2 separate regions of the Mus musculus genome follow, and region 2 is linked to region 1. The links are chromatin contacts, called in public HiChIP or PLAC-seq maps. All regions are on one chromosome and are shown on one strand. The core of a region is the stretch at or near the end of the contact, and the rest is flanking DNA. Distances in the headings are between cores, read along the strand shown. Region 1 holds the start of Dst (dystonin). Region 2 holds the start of Fam168b (family with sequence similarity 168, member B).

Region 1 (4,811 bases), core at 1,256-3,755:
GCACTGAACGGCTGCTCCCAGACTTCTGAATCAATCAGCTCAAGATAAAACATGCTTATGCCAAAATGTCCAGGGCAAGCTCACAGCACAGTCATTCTTCTCTCATTTATCTGCATAGAGTTGGTGAATCTTTTTCCAGACAATCCCCTATATCCTAAAACTTGTGCCCTGCCCACTATTTACTTTGTTGCATTTAAATTTTACTTACTCTGCTCTTCAAACACTATTCCACCAGATCTAGTTCATGTGTAGTCCATGAACCTGACCTAATTTTCTAAAGACTTCATTTCAAATATTATCTCGATTTTTACAAATTTTTCTCTCTCTTCTCATCTTCCTTTTTCCTCTTCTTTCCTTCTTTCTTTCTTTCTTTTTTGAGACAGGATCTCACAATGTAGTTCTGGCTATCCTGGAACTCACTATATAGACCAGGCTGGCCTCAAAACTCACAGACATCCCCTGCCTCTGCCTCCAAGTGTGTGGATCAAATGTGTGCGCCAGCCACCACACCTGGCAATTTTCAGTTGAATTTTACAAAATGTACGATGGCTACCCAAAACTAAATACCTCCTATGAACTAATTATTTTTTTACATAATTTTTAAAAATGATTTCCACATACACCCCTACAGGGTACTGTTGGCCCTGTTTTGGCACACTGTTTTTCCACATACAGCCCGACCCCATAACCACACCCATACCCCCACCCCCACTAGTTAGTATAAAGCTAGATCCAGGCCTGCTGACAGTTGGCAAGCTCTTCTTCCACAAATCTTAACTAACACAGAACTCTCACTTCCAGTGTACATGCAATAGAGTTACTCAGCATGCAACATAGTAACATTATGCTAATGCAGCTAAGCTTAAATAATCACAGTCTAGCAAGGAATCCGGGGTGCAATAAAACCTCTGATGAACAAGTCAAACAAGATGTGAAGTAACTTCAGGTAACTAACAAAACTGTAGTAGGGGGCTAGACACCACAGTACTTTGCTAAGATGAAGACCCTGCATCATAAAGTAACCTCCATGGCCTGATATAGGCAGATTTCGCCCAAAGAGAAAAAACTTGAAGTGGGCAACTGGAAAGCCAGTGGGTCAGGCAGAGCTGTGTCTTGTTCTAACTGGAGGTGGTTCTCCTGCAGTTTCCTGCACTGGCAGCGTCCAGTCACCTACTCTAGATGGATAGTCTAGAACAGACACTAAGTACACACTCTGGCGTATCTTCTTCATCAACATTACTATCATGTAAAAACCATCCTGGGCAGCAAACTAAGCCCGTAGGGATGTCACCTGGAGTCTCAACTGGAGTTTGCTTCAAACTCTTCGGCAATAACGACCTAAGTGGTTTACACTGTGGTTTAGCTACCGACCTCCGGAAGCAACCAGGAAGTGCTTCCACCACAAGTGCAGATTGTAAGCTAAACTGATATCCATTCCCAGACTAAATTCTCTCTTTTAGGGGCTGCCCCTCCCACCTCTTGTAACGCAAACTCCACTACACTAGACACACACAAACACACACAATGCGCCCCAGGCGTGACTATGGAATTGCTTAAGAAGCATGTCACTTTGGGCTTAGGGACTGCAGGCTTCCCATTCGGTGCCCTACTGGCTTTTTAAACACGTATATGATTAATGCTGGTACTCAGGAAAGAAAGCTACTCTGACCTTGAGAGTGTGCGCTAAATAAATTACCTCAGAGCGAAAGTGATGAGATCTCAGAGCAGCATCTGGGGAGAAAAGAGGGAAAACGAGACTCCGTTAACTCCTTGTTCTCAGCCTAAAGAGTTACTGATCACTTACCTGGATTCGGGAAAGCACATTCTAGGTGTCTCTCTCCAATTCCGTGGGCATATTGGGGCGGGGCGGAGAGAGTATTGGACCATCTGTCTCTAAGGTGATTTCTCTGCAAGAAGTTCCAGCAAAGTTGGGAGAGGGGAGCCCATATCATCACGCCTTACTTTTTTATTCCTAAGCTCCAGCAAAGGCTTGGCAAAGATACGAGTACCTCAGCCCAGGACTCCCCTACAATTACCTTCTGGGCTCTAGCAAACTGACCCTAAGAATCGGAGCCTGATCCTTCCTTCCAGGACCTCCGAATCTCCGTGGTTATCCAAACCTGGTGACTCAGAGGATGGAGGTGAGGCCAAAGGGCCAGGGCGCGTTAAATAAATAAATGCACTTAGCTTGAGGAGTGGGCACTGAGTGGGCAGAAGAGGCAGAGAAGGCTTGAACCTCGCTTCTGCCCAGAAGAACCCAGCGGCGGCGTGTCTTACCTCTGCTTCTGGAACGACCCGAAAAGACCGATTTCATCGGATGTCTCCCTTTCTGGAGCTTGCGGTGCCAGCAGCAGAAGAAGACGATGGTGGCGACGGTGCCCAGCAGGAGCAACAAGAGGAAGAGAGCACATTGGATGCTGTAGGGTCTCAGCAAAACGAGGAAAGCGGCGGCGATCATGGTGCGGGCGAGGCGGGGGGCCGTGCGGCGCGGGGCTAAGGCTGCAGAGCGCGCGGGGCGCGGGGCGCGGGACGCGGGGCGGGCGCGGCGGACAGGGGCGAGCGCGGCTCAGCGCGTCAAGCCCGGCGCTCGCGGCCCCGCGCGCGGCCCAATGGCTGCACACCCCGCGCCGGCCCCGGAACGACTGATGGAGAGCAGCGGGCAGCTCTCGCCATGACTCAGCACGCGGCGCAGCGGCGAGAGCCGCGCCCCTCCCTCCGCAGGCGCCCCAGCCCGCGCGCAGCTCTCGGGCTCAGCCCCGCCCGGGACGCAGCCGGCTGGGAGCATCATCGGGTGGCCGCCCGGGGCCTCGGCGTCCTGAAGCCGGCGCACGTGGGGCGGGACGGGGCGCGGCGAGCCGGCGGGGGGCTCGGTGGGTGACGTCACGGGCTGCGGCGGCAGCGGCGGCGCGGGTGCGGGCGCGCGCGCATGGCTGGGGCCGGGACCGAGCGGCGCGCGCCCTCCAGCAGGTCGGTTCGGTGCGCGCGCGGCCCGCCAGGCCACGCGCCGGGCGGCGGTGCGCGGGGACCCCCGGGTTTCGCCTGTGTAAGCCTCCGCGGACCTTCTGCTGGAGGCCGACGTCAGGGGGCGCCAAGGAGCCGGGGGGAACCCGGGCTCCCGCCTCCCTGAGCCCGCCCGGAGGCTGGGGCTCGGAGGATGCAGCAGGGTGAGCTATTTGGTTTGGGGGCGGGGGTAGTCCCTGCGCATGGAGGCGCGAGCACCTGGAAGGGCCATCTCCAAGCTGGTCCAATCTTAGGAAAGGCGGCACGCCGCGGTCTGCAGGCTTGCACCCTACCACCCCCAAACTTGGTGCTGATTCTCAGCCCAGACGTGAGCTCTGCCACGGTCAAAGAACCCTGATTCATTTATTGGCTTTGTAGGGAGAGGTGATTTTAGATGTAAGGATCTGACATGATGAAGGATGAAGGAAGTTGGTGATTGATTGGCCTGTAGATACTGCAGGAGAAATTTTTAGGCACTGTCAGACAACGGCGATCGGTCACACTCGGGTACACACCCTTCTCCCCTTTGCCGTTTTTTTCCAGCTTCCCTTACATTCCGTTACAATCCGCAAAAACTGTATCGCAGTTGTGGGCTGGACACTTGACAGTGATCGCTGATTCGGTGCCAACGAAGAAGGCAAGGCGTGAGCGCTGCGGTGTGCTCTTTTGCGGAGGGCCTCTGCCACCTGGCGAGAAAGCCAAAGCTGCAGTGGCCGCCTGCAGCGTGTTGCGGCCTTAGCGGGCCAGTGCAGTGCTCTGCCCTGCTTGCCCCTAAGGCAAACTGGCTTTCCCTGTGGGAGTTGGATGATTTGTTTTCTTTCATTGACTTGTATTTTTTAAATTAACTATATGACATATGACAAATGAAATATTACATTTGTGCAATTTCTAGTAACTGGCTTGAAACTAAATAATTCGTAAAATTCCAAAAGTCAATTGAAGAATCGATAGGAATGTGTGTATTGTTGTCTAACTATATGAAACCAACTGTTCAGTTCTGCAAAAATGTGTAGCCATTAGTGACTGATAGGTGAATGATGTATTATCAAGTGTGAGCATTAAAAGAAATGCGGAAAGATGTTGCTTAGCCCTGATGCCAGGTTCATAAGCACGGAAAGCACAGGAAAATGTGCTCTTATTTGCATGTTGGCCTCCTAAAACAAATACAGATTGCTATTATATGCCACTCATTCTGTTGTTTGAGGCTGAGGATGGAAAGCACCTTGCTTGCCGACACTGAGGAAGGTGAGACTCTTGACTGTCAGACTGCGGGGAGCACTGGGTGCCAAACAGGCTTCACGGGTCCCTGGCAGTCAGCAGAGCTGTCTGGAACTTCTGCATCCCGTGCACAGAGCTGAAGGGCTCCTGACACTGCAGCCCACTGCAGTAAGAAACTGTATTCCTATCTGCTATGCAGGGGGGCGGGGGGGGGGGGTTGAAGAGAATCCCGAGATCTTGCAAAGTGTGGTACACCGCGAAAGGAAGAACCCAGCACGCTGAGCAGGGCACCGGAGGGTCGTTTTATACTGGACCAGAGTAACCTTCTGCAAACTGGGGGTGGTGCTAGCCGATGCGGTTTCCGAAGGTCATCCTTACGTTTCTCACTGACCAGAGCTTGGCAGTGAGCTGAAATGGCACAAATATCTCTGAACAGAAATAGGTCTGAGGCTGTAAACTCAGCAAAGTAATCAGTTTGCCCCAAATTCTGTGCTTTTAACAGCGAACAGCAAGTAAATAGCGATTCCGATTCTCTGAGCTATTATTTACTGCGATTATTATCATCCTGAGCCTTGCTGCCGCCATTCACAAGT
Region 2 (4,811 bases), core at 902-3,401, 930 kb before region 1:
GTCTTTGTGTGCACTGATCCTGATACACATCTCAGAAGGTCCCCTCACCCATCCAGCTGCTGGGTGTCCACTTCTGAGGCTTCACCAACAGAGGATATTGCCTTTTTTAAAGCAGTATTTCCCAGCCACTGGTAAAAATGCCACCTTAATGTTTGTTTGCTTGAGGTTTTGTTTTGTTGCCTTTCTTATTGAAACAAATTCTTGATGGCCTAAGAACTCACCATGTAGGCCAGATGGCTTCAAGCTTGAGGCTCTCCTTATATCTCTGCCTCCAAAGTCCTGTGTCTTAAAGTTTTAACCTGAATTTTTTTGTGTGTATGTAGAGATACAGTTGACTTTTTTTTTCCATATTATTGAGACCTATTTATATGTTCTCGGCTATAACTGGTTCTTATTGGCCTCTGGAAGGTCTCAGAATACTAAAGAGATTAACCTTTTGTGGTGTTTCATTCTTAATCAAGTGCCTTTTAATTTTCCTTAAGGTGATTTCTCCAAAACATTTTCAAAATTTTAATGGAGACTGTTCTCTTTCACTAGTGGGCTCTGAGGACCCCCAGGCTTCAGTGCAAAGCTTTTTAACCTGCTAATCCCACTTCCTTGCCCCTCCAATCAGTGTTCCTCATAGGCATTGTTGGTGGCTTTTGACAAGAGAAGTTCTTTACTCCATATTTAGAAATGAACTTCCCCATGTTCTCTTCTTTTTTGTTTCCACACTTAAAAATGTATGCCTTTTTTAAAAGTTGGAATCTATTCTGGTGCATGAGTTACAGATACAGTCTATACGTTTGTGGTGGCCCCAGTACCAATAATTTAGTGATCCTTCTTCATCCTCAGCTAGTCATGTTTGCTGTGGAAAAAAAATGGTGGGAAAAGCCAGGCATGGTGGCACATGTCCTTAATCCCAGCACTTAAGGGCAGAGGCAGGCAAATCTCTGAGTCTGTGTAGCATACACAGTGTCAGCTCTCAGGCTAGCAGCCAAGACATCAACATGTAGATTTTTTTTTTGAACCTTTAAGATCCAAATAATAGCACCTAGTGATATGAAATATTTTATTAGATGTCAACTTCTCCCAATTGTTTTAGTATACTTCTGGATTTCCCATTACATTCCATTGGTTCATTATTTGTGCACTAGTGAGCTTATCGGCTGCAGCCTTTAAATATGCTTTCATATCTGATAGGAAGCTTAACTGCCCCTTTTTTACTATTCTCTATTCCCAAACATTTCCTAGCATGCATACTTGATGTTGACTTTTCTGTTTTGTGAAGCCAGTGTGGTTTGGGGCTTGCTCTAAGTGCTTGTTATTTCTTAGCTCTGTGACAGATGCAAGCTTACCGGGGTAAAAATCTTTTTGGTGGCCTTGGAACTGAAAGATCAAAAAGAAAAGAGGGTGGAGAGATGCCTCAGTGATTATTTTTCTTCTCTAGACAGAATTTTTCTGCATAGCCTTGGCTGATATCAATCCTTAGACCAAGTTGGCCTCTAACTTAGAGATCCCCCTGCCTCTGCGTCCCAAATGTTGGGGTTAAAGGCTATGTTTGCTGCTTGCTCTTATAGAGCACCTGGGTTCAATTCACAGAATGGTTCATAAACATCTGTAACTCCCTCTTCTGACCTCTGTAGGCGTTAAGCAGGTACTTGGCAGTGAACACACATTCTTGCAGGCGAAACACTCACACACAAAACGAATACATCTTTTTAAAGGGGGGTGGGGAATCCCAGAGATGGCTCAGAGAAGTTTCCATCACCACCGCACGTAGGAAAGCTAGAAATCCCCTGTAACTCCAGCTAGAGAGGATCACATGCCAGCACTCTTGTGAACAACCCCACACACAGCTACACACTTACACGCATATTAAAAATAAAATCTTAGGACTGTGCTCGGTGGCTGTCGCTTTAAGGCCAGTACTCTAGAGGTAGATGCAGGAAGAGCTGTAAATTCAAGGCCATCCTGGTCCAAAACCAAACAAGGACAAAACAGGGGAAATGCTTACAACGGGCCATAACTACTTTCTACAAGGATGTTTGCAGCCCGGTTTTAGCCGGAGCTTGAGCGGAGGCTCGCAGTCTAGGCGCGCGTCCTAGCATCCGGGCATCTCGCGCAAGCCTCTCGGGGCGCGCGCGCGCAGCTGCGTCACGTGCCCGGCGCGCCCCCGGCTGGCGCGCGGCGGGCGGAAGTGAGGTCGTGGGCTGCGGTGTCTGCGCAGCGTCGGCGGGAGCGGGGGCCGCGGCGAGGCTGGCGGGCGGGCGGGAGGCAGCGCGGGCCTAGCGGTCGGCCGCAACCGAGCGTCGTCTGGGCACTGCCCGTCGCCGAGCCCCACGCCGTGCCGGCTCGGGCCGGCGCGCGCCGGTCCCGGAGGCTCAGGCCACCGTGAGTACGGGAAGCATGGGGGCGGCAGCTCGGGGCGGGCGGGCGGGCGCGGGCCGGAAGTGCGGCGCTTTGTGCAGCGCCTGGTCGGGCCGCGCGGGGAGCAGGGGCGCCGCTTTGTCCGCGGCGGGCCGGGGGGCGGGGCGGGAAGGTCGCGGGGCCGCCGCAGACCCGGCGATCCCCCTCTCGCTGGAAAACGTGGGCTTCGGAGGGTACCTTAGCAAAGGAAGGACGTTCCGGGCCGTGGCCCAGGTTCATCTGAAAAAAGAGAAGGACGACCTGCCAGCGCGTCCTCGGCTGGGTGTTCTCTCTCGTGGTATCTCCTGCATTGTCTGAGCTGATTGTTTTAAGCACTCACGTAAACATCTTGGAGTGTTCTGCGTGCAAGGAGGTTTGCTAGTGAAAAGGTTCACATGTGCGCATACACACCTTACATTTAAAAAAAATTTAAAAAAAGAAAAAAAGGTTTGGGCAGTTCCTATGCCTTAAACTCTCCACTTCGCCTTGTGTAAGATGAGATGATTTTCTGTAGTATGACAAGATTTTAAATTAGAGTAGTTCTGGTGCAAGTAATTAGGACGGCCTTTAAAACTTCGGTAGGTCAAAGGCTAATGAGTGGTTTTCCCTTTGACAGCCAAGATTTGAGAAATCTAGGCCACCTTTCCTAATGCCGAAGCTACTGTGGTGGAAATCGTTGAAGGGCTTGCTTTCTTTAGTCTTTGTATAAAGCTGGCTCATTTTTTTTTTTTCGGTAGTGTCTGTAGTTTACTCGTGCAGCATTTTTGGAATGTTTTGACATGTGAGAAAAGCTTTACGGGTGTTAAAATTAATTGTAACCAGAACCAAATGAAAGTTAAGGTCTAGTAGGCGGGGGCTTCAGGGTTTTGAGTTGCTTGTCTCTGCATTCACCTAGGAGGTGTTGAGAAGCGGTTGATAGAATTGCCCTTCTCCTGACCTCCTGCCCCTAAGGGTGGAAGTGACCGTCTGTATAAGGCCAGTGCCTGGAACCCAGGAAGGAGGAGGAAACCGCTGGCTGCTGTTACTGGACTTTTCTCCAGTCTCAGATTGGTTTGGGCTAGCTCTACACCTGCCTTTCTGTCCATTTTAATGTTAGACAGAGATGAGAAGAAGAAGAAAAAAAATGCATGTTAAAAATAATTTTCGAAGGTCCTATGGTTTAAGGGAGTTGTCTTCCTAGCTTGTCTTATAGACGGTTAATTTTTATGGCCCAGCTGAGAACAGTTTCGAAGCATGAATGTGTTAGTGTCTCAGTAGTGATGCCTGGCTTCTGTCTGTGTTCTGTAGTTTTGTTTGTTTGAGATCAGACTTCTCTACAGAAAAGCCCGACGTTGTCTGGGAAGGGCACAGACAGCAGTGAATGCTGAATTTGGTGGACTAGAGAGTTTTCTTGCAAGACTACTCTCCTTGCTATCAGACATAAGGAAAACTTTCCAATGCTGATATTTTTCTAATCAATCTGTAATTTACTTATTTAAGCATCTATCTCTGGGATAGAGACAGTTACAGCACCATGAAATTCGTGTTGATATGAAACACTAGTAAGACCTTTAAAATGTTGCAGTTACCACTTCAGCTCAACACTAGTGTTTATGTTTTAAAACTCAAACTATGGACTAGAGCTATGGCTGGGCAGTTGAGAGTGCTCCGTGGTCATGCAGAACCTCCAGTTCTTCTCCCAGCACTGTTTTAGGCAGCTCACAACTCCCTGTAACCCGGGTCCAAAGGATCTGACACACACACACAGCATTCACTCACAGGACACAAGCATAAATATAAATAATAAAAAACTATCCTGAGAACCTTAATCGGGAGGGTCTATTTTGTAATTATATCTTTTTCCCTCCTGGATCTGAGGACTGAACCTGGGGCCTTAAGTACTCTACCATTGAGCTAAATCTCTAGCCTCATTAAACACAAATTCTTTTTAAAAAAGAAAGACAGACAGACAGACAGACCTCTCATTTTAACGATGTGCTTGTGATGTTGCTGTTACTGTTGAGGGATTTGTGCAGTCTTTATGGGTACGGTTGGATGGTTTGTTCTGATGCAGGCATCAAACCACCCACAGCATTCCCACAGTTGAGTAAGTTCAAATGAGAATCCTAGGAACTCTGGCCCTGCAGTCAATGTGGATGCTTTGTCCACACCAGCTCAGAGTAAGGATTGGTGGCTGCTGTGTGACCAGTGGCACAAGAAAACCAGGTGCTGCTCCAGGTGTCTCTTTGCTTATTTGTTATGCAGGCATAAAAGTATGGGTGGGAGGGACGACACTCTTTGCAGCCATGTTCCTCACATACTGAAGTAAAGTTTACAGTATTTGCCCTTTTTAAGGAAGTACTTTAAAGTGTAGGTATTCCCATTGCTACATCCTTTTGTAGTCTAACAGTTTACATATTGACATATTGTCTCGGGGCTGTACT

Evidence for each region. HiChIP or PLAC-seq counts read pairs in DNA pulled down with a chosen protein or histone mark.
Region 2: an HNF4G HiChIP or PLAC-seq map of pancreatic cancer cells shows a contact between it and region 1. The contact joins the promoter of Fam168b here to the promoter of Dst in region 1. A contact is called at or near these places in 2 of 39 promoter capture datasets (cranial neural crest and frontonasal cranial neural crest) and 1 of 115 datasets of contacts at active chromatin or transcription factors (pancreatic cancer cells).

Annotation. Positions count from the first base shown.
Region 1 is chr1:33,905,919-33,910,729 of GRCm38.p6, reverse strand. It overlaps Dst (dystonin), which reads right to left and starts at 2,505. Exons shown (of 103, transcript NM_001276764.1): 1 at 2,278-2,505; 2 at 1,697-1,731. The coding sequence starts at 2,458. Bend6 (BEN domain containing 6) reads left to right here and starts at 3,109. Exons shown (of 7, transcript NM_177235.3): 1 at 3,109-3,164.
Region 2 is chr1:34,840,390-34,845,200 of GRCm38.p6, reverse strand. Fam168b (family with sequence similarity 168, member B) reads left to right here and starts at 2,151. Exons shown (of 7, transcript NM_174997.2): 1 at 2,151-2,373.